5 separate regions of the Mus musculus genome follow, and all the other regions are linked to region 2. The links are chromatin contacts, called in public HiChIP or PLAC-seq and promoter capture Hi-C maps. All regions are on one chromosome and are shown on one strand. The core of a region is the stretch at or near the end of the contact, and the rest is flanking DNA. Distances in the headings are between cores, read along the strand shown.

Region 1 (2,700 bases), core at 159-2,658, 160 kb after region 2:
AATAGCCAGGACCCAGACACAGTGACCACTAGCAGCAGGTGAAGCAGGAACTCAGGGCATATAAGCCACTGCTTAGATTAGCTCACATAGCCTGTGCAGTAGTCCTCTCCTGGACACTCACCCTTCTCTATTCCTGGAGGCCAGATGAGAGTTACAGTTTAAAAAGAAAGAGCTGCCCCACACCCCTCACAACTTTGTCACTTCAGTGGTTTTAGGGAGCCTGTCACATTCCTAGGCCCTCAACAGTGATATCACTGGGTGTCCCCTAATGACCCAGCTCTTCTAAGGGCCTCCCTCCTTCATCAAGGTAAATAAAGAACCATGTGGGTTGGGGATTTAACTCCTTCCTTCCCCTCTCCTGCAATGGGCTCTGGGAAAGTGGACAGAAATTTTTCCTGGTCAGGGAAGGAGCCTTCTAACCTAGGTTCCAGTCCTGGCGGGTTCTTGGCCCTCCCCGGAACAGACTCAGACCCCCCCCCCCAACCCCCATCAGGGATGAACCGACCTATGACCATCTGGGTCTGGGAAGACACAATGGGAAAATGAGTTCTCACATCTGCCTCCCTCCCCCCCGCCACAAGCCCCCATGCTGAGTCCCCATCTTTTGGCTAGCTCCCAGGCCTGTCCAGGACTCCAGGCAGGAAAGGGTTCCTTCTTTAGGGAGCAGTAGTCCAGGCCTTTGTCCACAGCTCTGGAAGCCAGAGCACCACTCAGGCAGGCCGGGCTGGAAAGCATCAGGAAGACCCCAGCCTCTCCCAGGAACCCAAGGCCAGCGTTCTCGTCCCCCAGCTCCGGGCCTGGGGTTCTGCTGTGGTGGGAGGCTCCCTCCTCGGCAGCCCAAGGGTGCCTGGGCGCGGAAGCCATCGCAGTGCAGGCTCCAAGCCCTCCCATCCCGCCCGGCCCCTCGCGGCCCACTCACCCAGGCAGACGACTGCGAGCGGCGCCCTGGCGCCCGGCGCCCCCTCCGGCCCCGCGGCCGCGCGCTTCTCCATGCCGGGGCGGGCCGCGCGCGGACGCCTGCTGCCCTGCGGCCGGGGCTCCGCCTGGGGCTAGGGCTGGCGCGGCGGCTGCGGCCCGGGTGCGGGCGGCGGCTGCGGCGGCGTCTTTGTGCGGCGGCGGTGCAGGCCCGCAACGCGCGGGGCCACATCGGCCGCGGCGTCACGGGCCCCGCGGGGGCTCAGCGGCGGTCGCCAGGGAAGACCCTCGCCCGCCGCTGTCCCGGAGCCCCGGCCGGCGCGCCCAGCCCGGCCTGCGCACCGAGACCTCCGGCGCGCCCATGCCCCGGCGCGCCCTGCCCGTCGGTCCCCGGGCCGCCCGCGCTGCGCCGCACGGTGCCTACGAGGGTGCGTCGCTCGGTCCGTCCGTCCTCCCGGCCGGCCCCTCGCCTAAGCCCGGAGCCGGGAGGCCGCGCCGCGCTAGCCACGTGACGCGCCCGCCGAGCCGCAGTGGCGCTGACAGGGCGGGCGGAGGAGGCTGGGGCGGGCCGGGGGGCGCACGCCCCGCCTCGGGGTGCTGGACAGCTCCACGCACGCGGCTCCGACCGGAACCCGCTAGCTCTGAACCTTGGCTCAGCGATTAGGGCTGGCATTGCGCCTATGGTCCGGGGAAGCGCTCGCCTTCGCCCTTTGATCCCAAGATCTGGTCTCTTTCCCGAAGCCAGGCGACTGTGCTGGGGAAGAGAGGGAGACTGAGGTGGGATGGCGTGGAAAGGGCTGATGGGGGCCAAGACAATGAGTCGAGGCCCAAGGTTGGGACCTGACTTCTTCCTAATGCAATGCGTTCCTGGCTGATTTGCTTTGGGAATTCTCTCCTCCTGCTGGCCCTCTGTCCTTCTCATTTACCTCATCCTGTCTCTAAAGTGGCTCCCTTGTAAAAAGTGAGGCCTGTGTGGAGACATTGATGAGAACCCTGAGAGGACTTTGGACACCCAGTTGTGCCCCTGACCAGCTCAGTTACCCCCTCATCCTCTAGGGAACCGCGATGATGTATGCTTTTTAAGCGTGTGGTTGTAGTCTGGAGACAACCTGTCAACCAAGGGTTTGAATCCAGGAGAGGCAAAAACCAGAATGAACTTGGAAGAGGAATTGAGGAGTTGGGGTCAATTGAGGTCAGCTGTTCTTTAAAACTGATGCTAAATCAGAGGTCCCCAAATACCCCCGAGCAAGGAGGCTCCGCAAGCTGGGGTGAGCCTCACCTTCCACACACACACCCATGGTCTTTAGCTTTTGTGCGTGCCCTCACAAGCACTGCCACTCATTAAGATTATGAAGGCTGAGGGAAACAACGGTCCATTAGTGAAAGCTGTGGACACAGGAATTCGTTAACTTCATTTTCACTGTACAGGAACCAAAAGTGTTTCTTTGGGGGAACTCTGAGTCTTTCTGTGCTTTCTTGTTCTCCTTCTAAGCCTTTTGTGATTATGCCAGAGTAGATTTTCCCAGTAAGTATTAAAGGGTTTTTAAAATCGGGTAATGAGGGGGCGGCGGTTGGACAGGTAGCTTAGTGGTTAAAAGTTCTTGCTGATCTTCCAGGGGACCTGAGTTCGGTTCCTGCACCCACGTTGGTTTACACTTCCGATTCCAGGGTGTCTGACAGCCTTTTCGGGCCTCCTCGGGCACCAGGCACATGTATAGCTCACATAGACACATGCAAGCAAAATACTTGGTGGCACATGCAAGCATCACACATAACATTGCAATT
Region 2 (2,700 bases), core at 13-2,512:
CTGAATTCTTCTATGTACAATTTCTCAATAGAGAAAGACCTTATGGTGCTTTGTTTCAAATTCCCTCTGTGAGACAGGTCTGCACTCAATGATAATATATTCAAATAAGGATTCAAGTGGGTGGAAACTCAAGAGACACAACACCCAGCTGTTGTGCAACCCACAAAGGTTAAAACCTTTCTAAATTTGATACATCTTATGATGCAGTTTACAAAGAAACAAACAAAAAAGCAAGAAGGAGCAGAGCAAAACAAAGCATGCCAACCTTCTTAAGACCAGAAATACACAAGCCCACTTGGAAAGAGAAACAATTCTCACACCCGCATGCCCAACTTCCCCACCTGGATACCTCCGCTGGCTCTTTTCCCGAGCTCCCTCCAGGCGAGCTAAGGAAAGGCTTCATGGCTTGACCTTCTGCGTCTGGTGCGCGATCATCTAGGATGTCCTCCCCCTCCCAGTGAACTGCAGGACACACGACCGCGTCCAAAAAAACAAACGAAATCTCCCTCTTGCAACGTTACGTGTGTAAAAACTCGAGTGCCTTCCCTAGATGACCACTAGGTTATTAACTCCAAATAGGACCCGGGCCATCCCCCCCAGACCGAGCCGTTTGGGAAGCCGACAGGAAGAGAGTCCTAGGTGGCTCCAAAGTAAGATTCGGTCCACCTTCTATTCTAGGAACACCCTCCATCCCTAGGGGCCAATGCGCGCCAGGCTTGTCACGCTGCACGTCGCCGAGGGGCAGGTTCTGGAGGGACCACCTGGTACTCCATCCCTTCCCCGACTGTGGTGAGGGGGCGCCCGGGGGAGCGCGGGGGTCGGCGCCAAGCGCGGCGGCGCTGGGCCGTGGCCAGGGATGAGCTCAGCCCCGCCGGGTGTTGCCCGCAGGTTGCATCAGACGCCGCTCCGGGCCCCCGCCCGCGCCGCCAAGCCGCCAGGAGCCTTCCGGGCCAACCTGCCGAATCGGGCAGGGCCGGGTCTCCTCCGGCCGGGTCGGCGCCTACGCGAGCGGCGGGCTCGGCCGCGGCCTCCTCCCCCAACCCCTCCGAGCTACAACCCGCGGCCTCCTTACCTGCGCCTCCGGCCGGCCCGCCCGCCCCCAGACGGCCTCCACTCCGAGCGGCCCCGCGCGGCGCGGCCCGACCCGACCCGACCCAGGCCTCGCAGCCCGCGAGTCGGCGAGGAGGAGCGACGGTTACGAAACCGGCAACCTCCGCCCGTTCCGCCACCGCGGCCACCGGTTTTCCCCGCCTCTTCGGGTCCGCGCGCTGCCGCCGCCGCCGTGACCAATAGAAGCGCTGCTTGGAGAACGACGCGCTCGCCTCTAGAGATGGGCAGCTCCACCAGCCAATCACAGGCCGTGTGCCGGCGAGAGGCGGGCGCGCGGCGGAACGGGCGTGGTGGGCGTGGCAGCACCGGCGCTGGCTGGAGGCGCGCTCGGTGGTTTCCCCCTTAGGCTGTCGGTGGTGGCAGGCGGTGGCCCTGAGCCTTGGGAGTGACCCATGGCAAGCAAAGTTCTATCAGAGTTACGAGGGCCTCACCTGCCTTAGGGAAAAGACATTTCCTCAGGTGGATTTTTGAGTTAGGGTGGGTTTTTTGTTTGTTTAGGCCTCACGGCCCTGAGGCATCTGCACATTTATTTTGATAAAAGCACGTTAAGGAAAAACTGTCCAGTGCTAGGGTTAGCACTTGTCAGACGCTTGACAACAGCAGACTGTGGCTGCCGAACAAATCACGATTTCCAAAGTGTGCTCACCTCCGGAGAGCAGATGATGGATATGAGGTGCTCTCTTAAAAGTGACAAGTGGTCCAGCCTGGGTCTCCCGGGAACAGTTCACAAGAGAATCAAAAAGCGGGTTTTTTTGTTGTTTTGTTTTGTTTTGTGTTGCTTTTTGTTTTTGTGTTTTGAAAAACAGGAAGCAGCGCTGGGTGGAAGGCAGAGCCTGCCCGAAAGGTTTGATTGCTTCCTCTTTAGCAATGCTTATCATTCAAAACTCTCTGGCTTTCAGAAGGGAAATGTTTCTTCATCGCCAAGGCCAGGAGAGCAGCTCTCCACATAAGACTTCGAGGAATCCCTGAGAGATGAAAATACCTGAAAAAAAAAAAGTCAACCACAGAGAATGACCCCTGATAACCCCATGCACACTTGGGGAGCTAATGTCTCAAAACCAGTCAGTATGTTTCTTTAGGTTTGGATCGCTGTGTTAAGAGCCATTTTTTTCCCAAGACTTAGCACTATGAAAGGTGAACCGTGCTTTGTTTCTCACAAAGACCACGATTTTACCCCTAATGTTTTCTAGTCATATAAAAACTATCGAAAATAAAAACATCCTTGCATGTCATATGTATATTGAGTTAGCCTCTTTTTTGCCAGCCGCTCTGCCAGCTGCATTCTGTGTTGTGTCTAGGCAAGCCTTCCACAGCCAGCAGTCAATGCCCAGGAGTCTTGAGATTTCCTCTTTAGCTGATATCCTGTAATTCTTTTCCTGATTACAAGAACGGTATGTGCTAAAGTGTGGACTAAGAGTCAGCAATGGAAGAAGACAAACACACTGTCCCTGCCCACAGGGAGCTTACTCTGAGAACTACAGAGACATGATTCAAGCCCCATTTTCATAGACACTTAAGGAAAGAAGTCCAAGATGCTAGGAGATATTGTAAGAAGGGGACCAGACCTGATCTAATGTGTCAGAGAAGGCT
Region 3 (2,700 bases), core at 120-2,619, 130 kb after region 2:
TAAGAGAGTCTTGCCACGTTCAGCTTATCGTCTCTGGGGCGGGAGGCAGAGGTCGCCAAGAATGTTGGGCTTCGTCGGGAGTGCGAAGGATGAAGCTCTGCCGAGTGGCTTCCCCCTCCTGGTCCCCCCAGAGTCCTCCCTCTTCTATTTATCAAGTCCCCGCCCCAATTTCGAAGTACCAGGCCCTGGCCAAGACCCCACCTCCGTGCTCCGCCCCCAGCCCAGGCTCTTGGGCTCCTGAACTCGTCCCATCTCGGGTCCTCCCTGCCCTTCCCCAGCAAACTCTGAGGCCGCGATCGGGGGAAGGACCGGTGGCCCCGAGTGGCCTCATCCTCATGCAGGGGACGGCGCGACGCAGCTATCGCCAGCAACACACAAAAGCTGTTCCGCCGTCGGCCACACCGTGCCAGCCTCGCTCCGCCCGCCGCCCCGGTGGCCCCGACGCGGCCCTGCTCCCTCGCACCACCCGCGCATGAATTTGCCCCGCGATCTGGGCTGCACCGCCCAATGGCTTCCGGGAGGAGGCAGGCTTCCCAGGATCCTGGGCCCGATACCTCCTTGCTACCACAATTGTTCTCTTCCCGTCTCTCTGGCACTTCCAGCGGTCTGGTCACCTTGAGCCATGCTAGACGGCCTGGGCCAAAGTCCCAGTCCACTGTGCCCTGACTGACCTGTGTAGAGGAGTCTGCGGTGGGGACCTAAGGCTGGACCCGAAGAGGAATTAGGGGATGCTGAGGCAGGGATAGATTTGATGGTGATGGGGACTGTCCCAAACTCCCAGGATGCCCGGGGCCCCACTGGGGTCTCCTTATCTTCAACTCTTCTCAAGCCTTTTGCCTTCAGAATTGTTTTAAGGACAGTCTCCATTCATCCCAAATGACTCAGTCAGGACCGCCTAGAGGCCAGGGAGCTATCAAAAAGTCTTCATGGAGACCGTGCCACTGTCAGGCTAATTGCCGCTAGGCGGTGGTTTTCAACCTGTGCAATGCCCACCCTTCACAAATGGGGCTTGAGGGATTTAGAAAGTACAGGCTGGGGCATGCAGCACCGCCTACCCCAGCACGTCTTGCTCACACTCCTTGAGCGCAGGGACAGCCTGGTCTTTGAGCTCTTCTCCCCCACCTCACCCAAGTCTGGGTGTAGCCCCTTCGTTCACTCAACTAGGAAGTCCTTTCTAAGTCTGATCCCAGTCCCCTCCTGTCTCCCCTGACTAGGGTTGGGGGTGGGGGGGAAGGGGGAGTTCCCTTTAAGGGCGGTGGGGGAGGGGGCTGCCGGCCGTCCCTCCTTCCGTCCCTCCCTGGATCCAGCCGCCCGGGGGCCCCCGGGGGCCCGGGCCCCGTGCCAGCGCATGCGCCCGCCTGTGGGCGCTGTCCCGGGCTGCGAGGGCCGCGAGCGCACCGACAGACGAACCGACCGACGGAGGACTGGCTGCGGGCCGGACAGACGGGGTAGCGCAGGGAACTGGGATGAGGCGGGACAGCGACATGGCAAGCCACATACAACAGCCAGGCGGGCACGGGAACCCCGGCCCTGCGCCCTCGCCTTCCCCGGGCCCTGGTCCCGGCCCGGGCGCCTCGGAGCGGGTGGCACTCAAGAAAGAGATCGGGCTGGTGAGCGCTTGCACCATCATCATCGGTGAGTAGGGCGTACATAGCGTGGAAGTACTGGGGGAACCCCTTTATGTTCCTCCCTCACGAAGACCATAAGACCACAGGGGCAAAGGAACCCTTCGAGCACCTGCTGCCATAGCTGGAGAATACACTTGACCCCATTCGGAACAGAACCTGGCAAACCAGTCACAAAACTTCTTGCCCTCACCTCCCCAACCTCTCTGAAAATTTGCGCCTGGAAGGGGGTGGGGGTTCGGGTGGGGGCTTTCCTTGCTGCAACCCTCCCCTGGCCTTCACTCAGCTGAGGGGCTTTACCAAGGCAAGTCCCCTGTTCCCACCTAGGAAACGGAAATAATTGCTAGGCCTGGCTTGAGTGGCAAGTTCTGGGCTGCAGGGCAGCCTGTGTGCATCCCTACTGTGTGCCAGATTCAAGTGCCAGGGAAGTGAAGCCATCTGTTCTTGGAAAGCAGGAAGGTAAATGGCCGGGTAGAGTCTAAAGCAAGGGTTAAAGGCCACGAAGCTGACCTTCCTGGCAGAGGTGGCCACAGAATCCGAGGAGAGGTAGCGAAGTAGCCAGGAGCAGACCAAGCCTCCAGGAGAGCACCCACTCAGCCCTGGGATCCAAGTGAGCACTCTCGTGATCTGGTGGCATCTGAATGGGTGCTCTCATGGCCTGGCCCCTCTCGCTCTTCCTACAGATGGTGCTTTTTGCATAGGTAGAATGCCCCGGGGACAGGGTTGGGCAGCAACCCCACCTCTGTCTGTCCCTTGACTCCTGAAGGAGAACTGGACTAGACCTCTTGGGCGGGGCCTTTTCTGATTCCCTGTGCCCAGGAGTTGGGGGTCTAAAAGAGCAGTAATTGGGGTCTTGATTGTCCCCTTTCCCAGCCAGTAGGAAGTGGCACACAGTAGGGATGCAGCCAAATAGCTCTCTTTCTGCCCTTTGACCCCTGGAGATAGAGAAAGGCTGAAGTGTGTGTGTGTGTGTGTGTGTGTGTGTGTGATCTTTACCTTCTGCTCTGTGCCCTTCCATGAGAAACTCCAGCTGGAGAGATGTAGTGTCTCTTGGGTATCCCCTGCACTCCTACCC
Region 4 (2,700 bases), core at 131-2,630, 240 kb before region 2:
GAGGCGGCTTAGAGATGCATCTCCGGTGATGCCGAAATGGCTGCAGGACAGACTGTTCCAAGATCCAACCGGTATGTCCGAAATCCAGGGCACAGTTCCCCGACTGTTACAACCCCAGGTGAGGGCCGAAGGGCCCAGAGACAAGATATACAACTAAAGTTAGGGTTTGGAGTACTGCGCGGGAAATAGAGAGAGGTCACTTGATGCCCAAGCGCCACCTCTGACCCTGCCCAAACCAGAGAACGTACATTCTCCTGGCCAGGCCATAGTATGAGCAAAACAGCCCCACGCAGCAGCTGAAGTTGCAACAGCCGCTAGCTAGGGCTGAGCTCGGTCCCGCTGTAAAGCAGATCATTTCACCATCCCCTACCCTCAGCCGCCTGAGGCTCCGACTCCCGCACTCGGGGACACACGCATACACACACCTCCTTGCGATCGCTGACGCACGCACACTCGCCGGGAGCACAAAACAGGCCGGGGCCCTAGAGAGTTGAGGGGTGGAGATGCGCGCGATGGAGCGCGGGGACACCTTGCGTCTCCTGGTAGGGAGCCAAGGTCGCTTGTAACTTCCCCTTTCGCCCTACGCACCCCAACTGGCCTCTAAGTCCCAGTTCCAAGCGCACACCAAAGCCTCGGCGCTCTGGACGCTCCAGCCCGGCCCTCGAGCACTCGTCGCTCAGCGCCCAAAGCAGCTTACACGCACCCAGCATCCAGGGTTAAGAAGAGGAGCGAAGGGTCCTGGAGGCGAGCCCTAGGAGAGAGAGGCAGTTCCCAGGCGCGGAGAAAACCAAGAATCCAAAGTCTAATTAAAGTTCCCACTCACGGGGGCTGGTCCCCAAAGTATCGCCAGACCCAAGCACCGCATGCCCCAACAGCACCTGCAGCTTAGGACTCTGAACCACGTCTAGTGGCGGGGTTTGCGCTCAGAACAGTCCCGGCATCATCCTGGGATTTCCAGGGACAACCCTTCGGGTGAACTATCAACATAGAGAGGGAACAGGGCGCAGCCACTTACCTGGCACAGCCAGCGCTCTCCAGGCCACGGGTTCCTCCAGTCCGGCGGGGTTCTCGGCGGCGGGAGAATCTTCCCTCCGGAGCTCTTGGGAAGCAAGAAGGATCTCCGCCCCAGTTCGGGCCAGGCTGCGTCTTTTTCCCGGTGTAGTCCAAGGTGCGGGGAGTGGGCGATCGGCGTAGAGTCGGCGACCGGAGCGCGCGGGAGAGGTTGCGGCGGCGTGCTCCTATTGGATCTTCTGCACCGGGTGCGTCCCCCTGTCTCTGCCGCCACCGCCCGGTCCTGTCTCTTCCCCGCGGTGCCACCGGATCCGGCTCACGCGCCGGGAAGGCTCCCAGCGAAGTGCGAGCGAAGCCTCCGGCAAGGCTGGAAATAGCGCCGCGCCCGCCCGGCGCCCCGCCCCCAGTCCGGGCCCCGCCCCACGGTGGAAAGAGGCGATCCCGGTGGCAGGGCAGAGATGGGGGAAATCTCTTCCCCGATCGCTCAGCCCTCTCGGGAGCTCACGGGCGCCACGCCCACGCGCGCTCTGCGGCTTCAGCAGCCCCACTGGCCGCGCGCTCTGTGGGAGCTGCCGCTGGGCGCGGTCGGGAGGCAGCGGGGGGGTGGGGCGGTATTGGCGCGGGCTGCGCCCAGCTCGGGGATCCCCGAGTGCTGGACTCTGGTCTGCCGCTTGACTCCACTCCGCAGCTTCTTAGCTGCCACTGCCCCAGTGGCGACACTGAGTAACCCTGCGCTGACCTAGGGAAAAAGAGAAGGCGCTAGCAAGCAGGGTCTTGGACCCAAAGCTGAGCGGCCGCGGGGCTTGCAAAGGAATTGGTGCGCAGAAAAATTCAGGTAGGTTCCCAGACTACAGTACGCGTGGAATTTGGACAAGGCCTGTCTCTTGTTGGCACTCACCACTAAATTTCTGGGTCTCAGTTAACCACAAGTGCCCAGTGAGCCGGATTCTCACTTAAGAACTTCATCCTTAAGCGTCGGTCTGGCACCAGCTTGAGGGCTGAAGCAAGCAACCTCTCCCCTCCCTCCAAACCCAGAATAAATGAGTGGGGAAACCTCCTACCCACAGCCACACAGTACAAGTGTAGAACCGGGACTCGGTTCCAGGGCTGTGGATTCAAATCTTGATTTTTCCAGAGAAGAGAAGCCCCGACCTGCAGGGGGCAATCAGACACTAGAAGGGAAGGCTGGGTGCGCATCTAGCAACCATTCTCAGCGGTGCCAACCAGTAAACAAGCCTGGTCTTGAAGGGACATACAGAATAAAATTAAACAAAACAAAACAAAACAAAACTGAAAAGAAGCTTCCAGTAAAACAGAGCGGTGGCTGTGGCCTCTCCCCTCCCTGAGTGGACTGGTTGGTTGGTTGATTGGTTGGTTGGTTGACCCAGCTCCATCCCAGATGGGTGATGAAGCTAAAGACTGAGGTGGATCTGTGGCCTTTGAGTGACCAGATAAGGGTGTGGCAGCCCTGATAAGGAGCAGAGATACTAACACTAGAGATGTGGAGGGCAAGGGAGCCTCTAACACTAGCAAGCTTGAAAGGCCTGAGTGGTAGTTGGGCTTCTTTAATGACTGCTGTGAACTCAGAGTATCCAAGGATCCTCTTCAGGGCAAGTGAGTTGGCAGTCAAGCATATGGTAGCCTTCCCTTCCATTGTTTTTGTTTTGTTTCTGTTTTTGAGATAGGTTC
Region 5 (2,700 bases), core at 58-2,557, 210 kb before region 2:
TGTTGAGAGTGGGAGGGGTAGGGAATCTTCCTAATATTTCCAGCAACCTTAACGGATTCGTTCAGAAACCTGAATGGGTCAGGAAGGTTGTGTCTGCCTAGGTGACAGGTAGGCAGGCTCTGGAGGAAGCAGCAAGCAGTCCTGAGATGAGACCTCCAGAGGCTGGCCAGTATGATAAAGTATGTGGGAGTGGGCTGGACACTGGAGGGCAGGACAGGCTCTCCAGGCCTAGAGAAGTCTTTGCCATTCAGGACTTCTGATGCTTCTGTCCTTCTAACTTGTCCTCCAAAGTCCTGAGGTGTTGTGGCATGAGCATGTAGTGTCCCCCGCATGTATATGGATGTCTGTTCCTCAGTTGTAGAATCTTTCAAAAATTATTTTGATTATTTGTATGTGCCTGTATGAGCCTGTGTTCTGTGTGTGCAGGAGCCTGAGGGGGCCAGAAGAGGGCACCAGAGATCCTGGGACAGGAGCTACAGGCAGTTGTGAGTCACACCACGTGGGAGCTAGGAACTGAGACGGGGAACCCCTACAAAGTCAGTAGGCACTGTAACCACTGAGCCACCTCTCCAGTCTCCATCGCATAATCTTTTGAATGTGGAGTCTAGCTGGAAGGCATAGAACCATGGAGTAGGAGGCTTATGGGTTATAGTCCTGGCCTGAGATTCCTACTTCTTTGTTGGCCATAGAGATATGAATAAGCTGTCACAACCAGGCACTCCTGTGGCCAGCCATAGCCAGAAGCCTCTCCTGCTTCTATGAATATGACCATGAAACTACAAGCTAAAACAAATCCTTCTCCCCCTACATTGCTTCTGTTGGCATTTTTCATTGATGAGAAAATTAAGTAATACAAGAGACCTGGACTGAGATGCTGCCGTCAGTGGTGATAGGAAGTATTTCCTAGGCAGTGCTCTACCCAGAACGTTCTTTTCATCGCCAGCATGGATTTGCTTTGTCACTTAGGCTGCATCTTCGCGCACATCTCTTTGCAGTGTCTGAGAGTTGCACAGACAGTAGTTATTTGAACACACAGCCCAAAGGTGAGGAGCTGCAAGCATCTTAATTCCTTTTGGAAAGCCACCTCATAAGATCCAAGTCCAGGAGCCTCCAGAGCTAATGTTCTATCCTGTGTTAACCAGCTGGATATCAGGGCAATACCTCCCCAGACCATCTGTGTAGACAAGGCGACTCACAAAGGAACTTGGAGTTCAAATCCAAAATAACCCCCGCCCCAGCTCCAGGCTCGTGTTTTGCTGTTTGCTGACCAGCAGGTGGCGCTACTCTGGAGGCTATGGTACCTGCAGAAGATGGGACCTCAGTCACTAGCCGGTCAGGCCTCTGGTTCCCCGTCATTCATGATGTGAGGAACGTATGCCCCATGCTCACACCACCATAGATTCTGCCGTGCCTCCCCCACCACGATGGACTGAAACAGTGAGCCAAAACAAAATCTGTACTCTCTTACTTCCATTAGGCATCGTGGCCATAGCAACATTGAATAGCTAGTATAAGAACTGACCTAAATGGTGCCCAACACATAAAATCATTTGGGAAGAGGCTCCTGCCTGGAGTTTTCCCAGAGTCCTTTGGGGTTGCCAGACCTGGGGGACGGGTTGGGGGGGTGGGCGGGGCGGCGGGATCGTGCGAGGGGCGGGGCTAATCAAGGTGTCACTCCCATCCTACTGAGATGGATGGCGCTGAGCAGACAGAGTGAAAACGCCACCAGTTGTGGGAAGAACTCTATGGTCACCAAAGTGCAGACTGCTGGGTGGCTGTTGCCATGAACCTCCGTGGCTCTTATGGTCATCAGTGTGTAAAGAAAATGATGTGCTGTGGAAGAATTGTGACGTAACCATCGTTCTTTCTGAGAGGTGGAGCTGGGTGAAGAAAAGACCATTTTAGGTCTTTCCTGCATCGTTCTCGGAGAGCAAACTGGGTTATTTAAATTTTTTCCATACAATATATCTGATCATATCATCCCCTCCCCATCTCCTCCCAGAGCCTCCCCCACTTTCCTATTTACCTTGCTTCATGTTCTTTTCCCTTTTCTCTCTCTCAAAAAAAAAAAAGAAATAAACATAAACAAAAACCCGGTAAGACCAAAGATAGCAAAACAAAATTAAAAGTGCACACACAAAAGACATGGAGAGCATTTTGTGTTTTCCAGCTACTCCTGGGCACAGGCCTGCCCTGAAGTGTGGTTGATTTACATGGTGACAGTCCACTGGGAAAAAATAAAACAAAACAAAAACCAAACCAAACCAAACAAAACAACAACAACAAAACCCACCTGATTTCCCCCTTCTTGGCAGGTATCAATTGCAAATAGCTTCTTGGTCAGGAGTGGGACTTTTTATCTACCTCTCCCTCAGTGCTGGGTTTCCTTCCTGCTTTCTTCTTCCCTGGCCCTTATGTATATGTATGTATGCCATCCATGTCTGAGCTGGGAACTCCTGGAGACATCTTCCAGCACACAGCACAAAGAGTCAGTGGGTCCTGGCATCAGGCAGGAACTGGGGCTAGATGTGGGGGAGAGAGGTACCCTGGTCAGATGTAAGGGGGAGTGCCCTGGTCAGATGTGAGGGAGGGGGTGTCCTGGTCAGATGTGAGGGAGGGGGTGTCCTGGTCAGATGTGAGGGAGAGAGGTGCCCTGGTCAGATGTGAGGGAGAGGGGGTGACCTGGTCAGATGTGAGGGA

What was found. Promoter capture Hi-C pulls out the DNA fragments that hold promoters and counts their contacts. HiChIP or PLAC-seq counts read pairs in DNA pulled down with a chosen protein or histone mark. Capture Hi-C pulls out chosen DNA fragments and counts their contacts.
Region 1: a contact with region 2 is called in a promoter capture Hi-C map of embryonic stem cells, with 29 read pairs. The contact joins the promoter of Lrp3 here to the promoter of Cebpg in region 2. A contact is called at or near these places in 13 of 39 promoter capture datasets (the HPC-7 cell line, cranial neural crest, embryonic stem cells and 7 more), 3 of 484 Hi-C or Micro-C datasets (CD8 T cells and embryonic stem cells), 3 of 115 datasets of contacts at active chromatin or transcription factors (all in embryonic stem cells) and 4 of 9 other capture datasets (adipose tissue, embryonic stem cells, liver and 1 more).
Region 3: a promoter capture Hi-C map of adipose tissue shows a contact between it and region 2. The contact joins the promoter of Slc7a10 here to the promoter of Cebpg in region 2. A contact is called at or near these places in 27 of 39 promoter capture datasets (the 3T3-L1 cell line, 3T3-L1-derived adipocytes, the C10 cell line and 15 more), 2 of 15 datasets of contacts at CTCF or cohesin (both in embryonic stem cells), 36 of 484 Hi-C or Micro-C datasets (the 3T3-L1 cell line, 8-cell embryo, the HPC-7 cell line and 18 more), 21 of 115 datasets of contacts at active chromatin or transcription factors (the HPC-7 cell line, the NIH/3T3 cell line, bone marrow-derived macrophages and 12 more) and 4 of 9 other capture datasets (adipose tissue, liver, macrophages and 1 more).
Region 4: a contact with region 2 is called in an H3K4me3 HiChIP or PLAC-seq map of embryonic stem cells, with 19 read pairs. The contact joins the promoter of Chst8 here to the promoter of Cebpg in region 2. A contact is called at or near these places in 11 of 39 promoter capture datasets (the 3T3-L1 cell line, cranial neural crest, embryonic stem cells and 3 more), 3 of 484 Hi-C or Micro-C datasets (embryonic stem cells and muscle stem cells), 8 of 115 datasets of contacts at active chromatin or transcription factors (embryonic stem cells, forebrain, pancreatic cancer cells and 1 more) and 2 of 9 other capture datasets (adipose tissue and pancreatic islet).
Region 5: a contact with region 2 is called in an H3K27ac HiChIP or PLAC-seq map of embryonic stem cells, with 5 times the contacts expected there. The contact joins the enhancer-like site here to the promoter of Cebpg in region 2. A contact is called at or near these places in 3 of 39 promoter capture datasets (embryonic stem cells and trophoblast stem cells), 7 of 115 datasets of contacts at active chromatin or transcription factors (embryonic stem cells, pancreatic cancer cells and stem cell-derived neural progenitor cells) and 1 of 9 other capture datasets (adipose tissue).

The regions. Positions count from the first base shown.
Region 1 is chr7:35,213,937-35,216,636 of GRCm38.p6, forward strand. It overlaps Lrp3 (low density lipoprotein receptor-related protein 3), which reads right to left and starts at 1,409. Exons shown (of 8, transcript NM_001024707.2): 1 at 920-1,409. The coding sequence starts at 992.
Region 2 is chr7:35,055,304-35,058,003 of GRCm38.p6, forward strand. Cebpg (CCAAT/enhancer binding protein (C/EBP), gamma) reads right to left here and starts at 1,263. Exons shown (of 2, transcript NM_009884.3): 1 at 1,073-1,263. Gm45095 (serine/arginine repetitive matrix protein 1-like) reads left to right here and starts at 180. Exons shown (of 2, transcript XM_030243153.1): 1 at 180-789; 2 at 889-2,342. The coding sequence starts at 704. The coding sequence ends at 1,456.
Region 3 is chr7:35,185,016-35,187,715 of GRCm38.p6, forward strand. Slc7a10 (solute carrier family 7 (cationic amino acid transporter, y+ system), member 10) reads left to right here and starts at 1,370. Exons shown (of 11, transcript NM_017394.4): 1 at 1,370-1,635. The coding sequence starts at 1,467.
Region 4 is chr7:34,811,331-34,814,030 of GRCm38.p6, forward strand. Chst8 (carbohydrate sulfotransferase 8) reads right to left here and starts at 1,381. Exons shown (of 4, transcript NM_175140.4): 1 at 1,016-1,381. Gm38987 (a long non-coding RNA gene) reads left to right here and starts at 1,378. Exons shown (of 3, transcript XR_881950.3): 1 at 1,378-1,846.
Region 5 is chr7:34,848,559-34,851,258 of GRCm38.p6, forward strand. No RefSeq gene overlaps it. Among named protein-coding and RNA genes, the nearest start is that of Chst8, 37 kb to the left of the region's middle. Within about 2 kb of position 1,308, at least 7 of the 459 cell types and tissues checked have an H3K27ac peak or open chromatin away from gene starts, as enhancers often do. A contact at or near this core is called in embryonic stem cells, where this site is marked.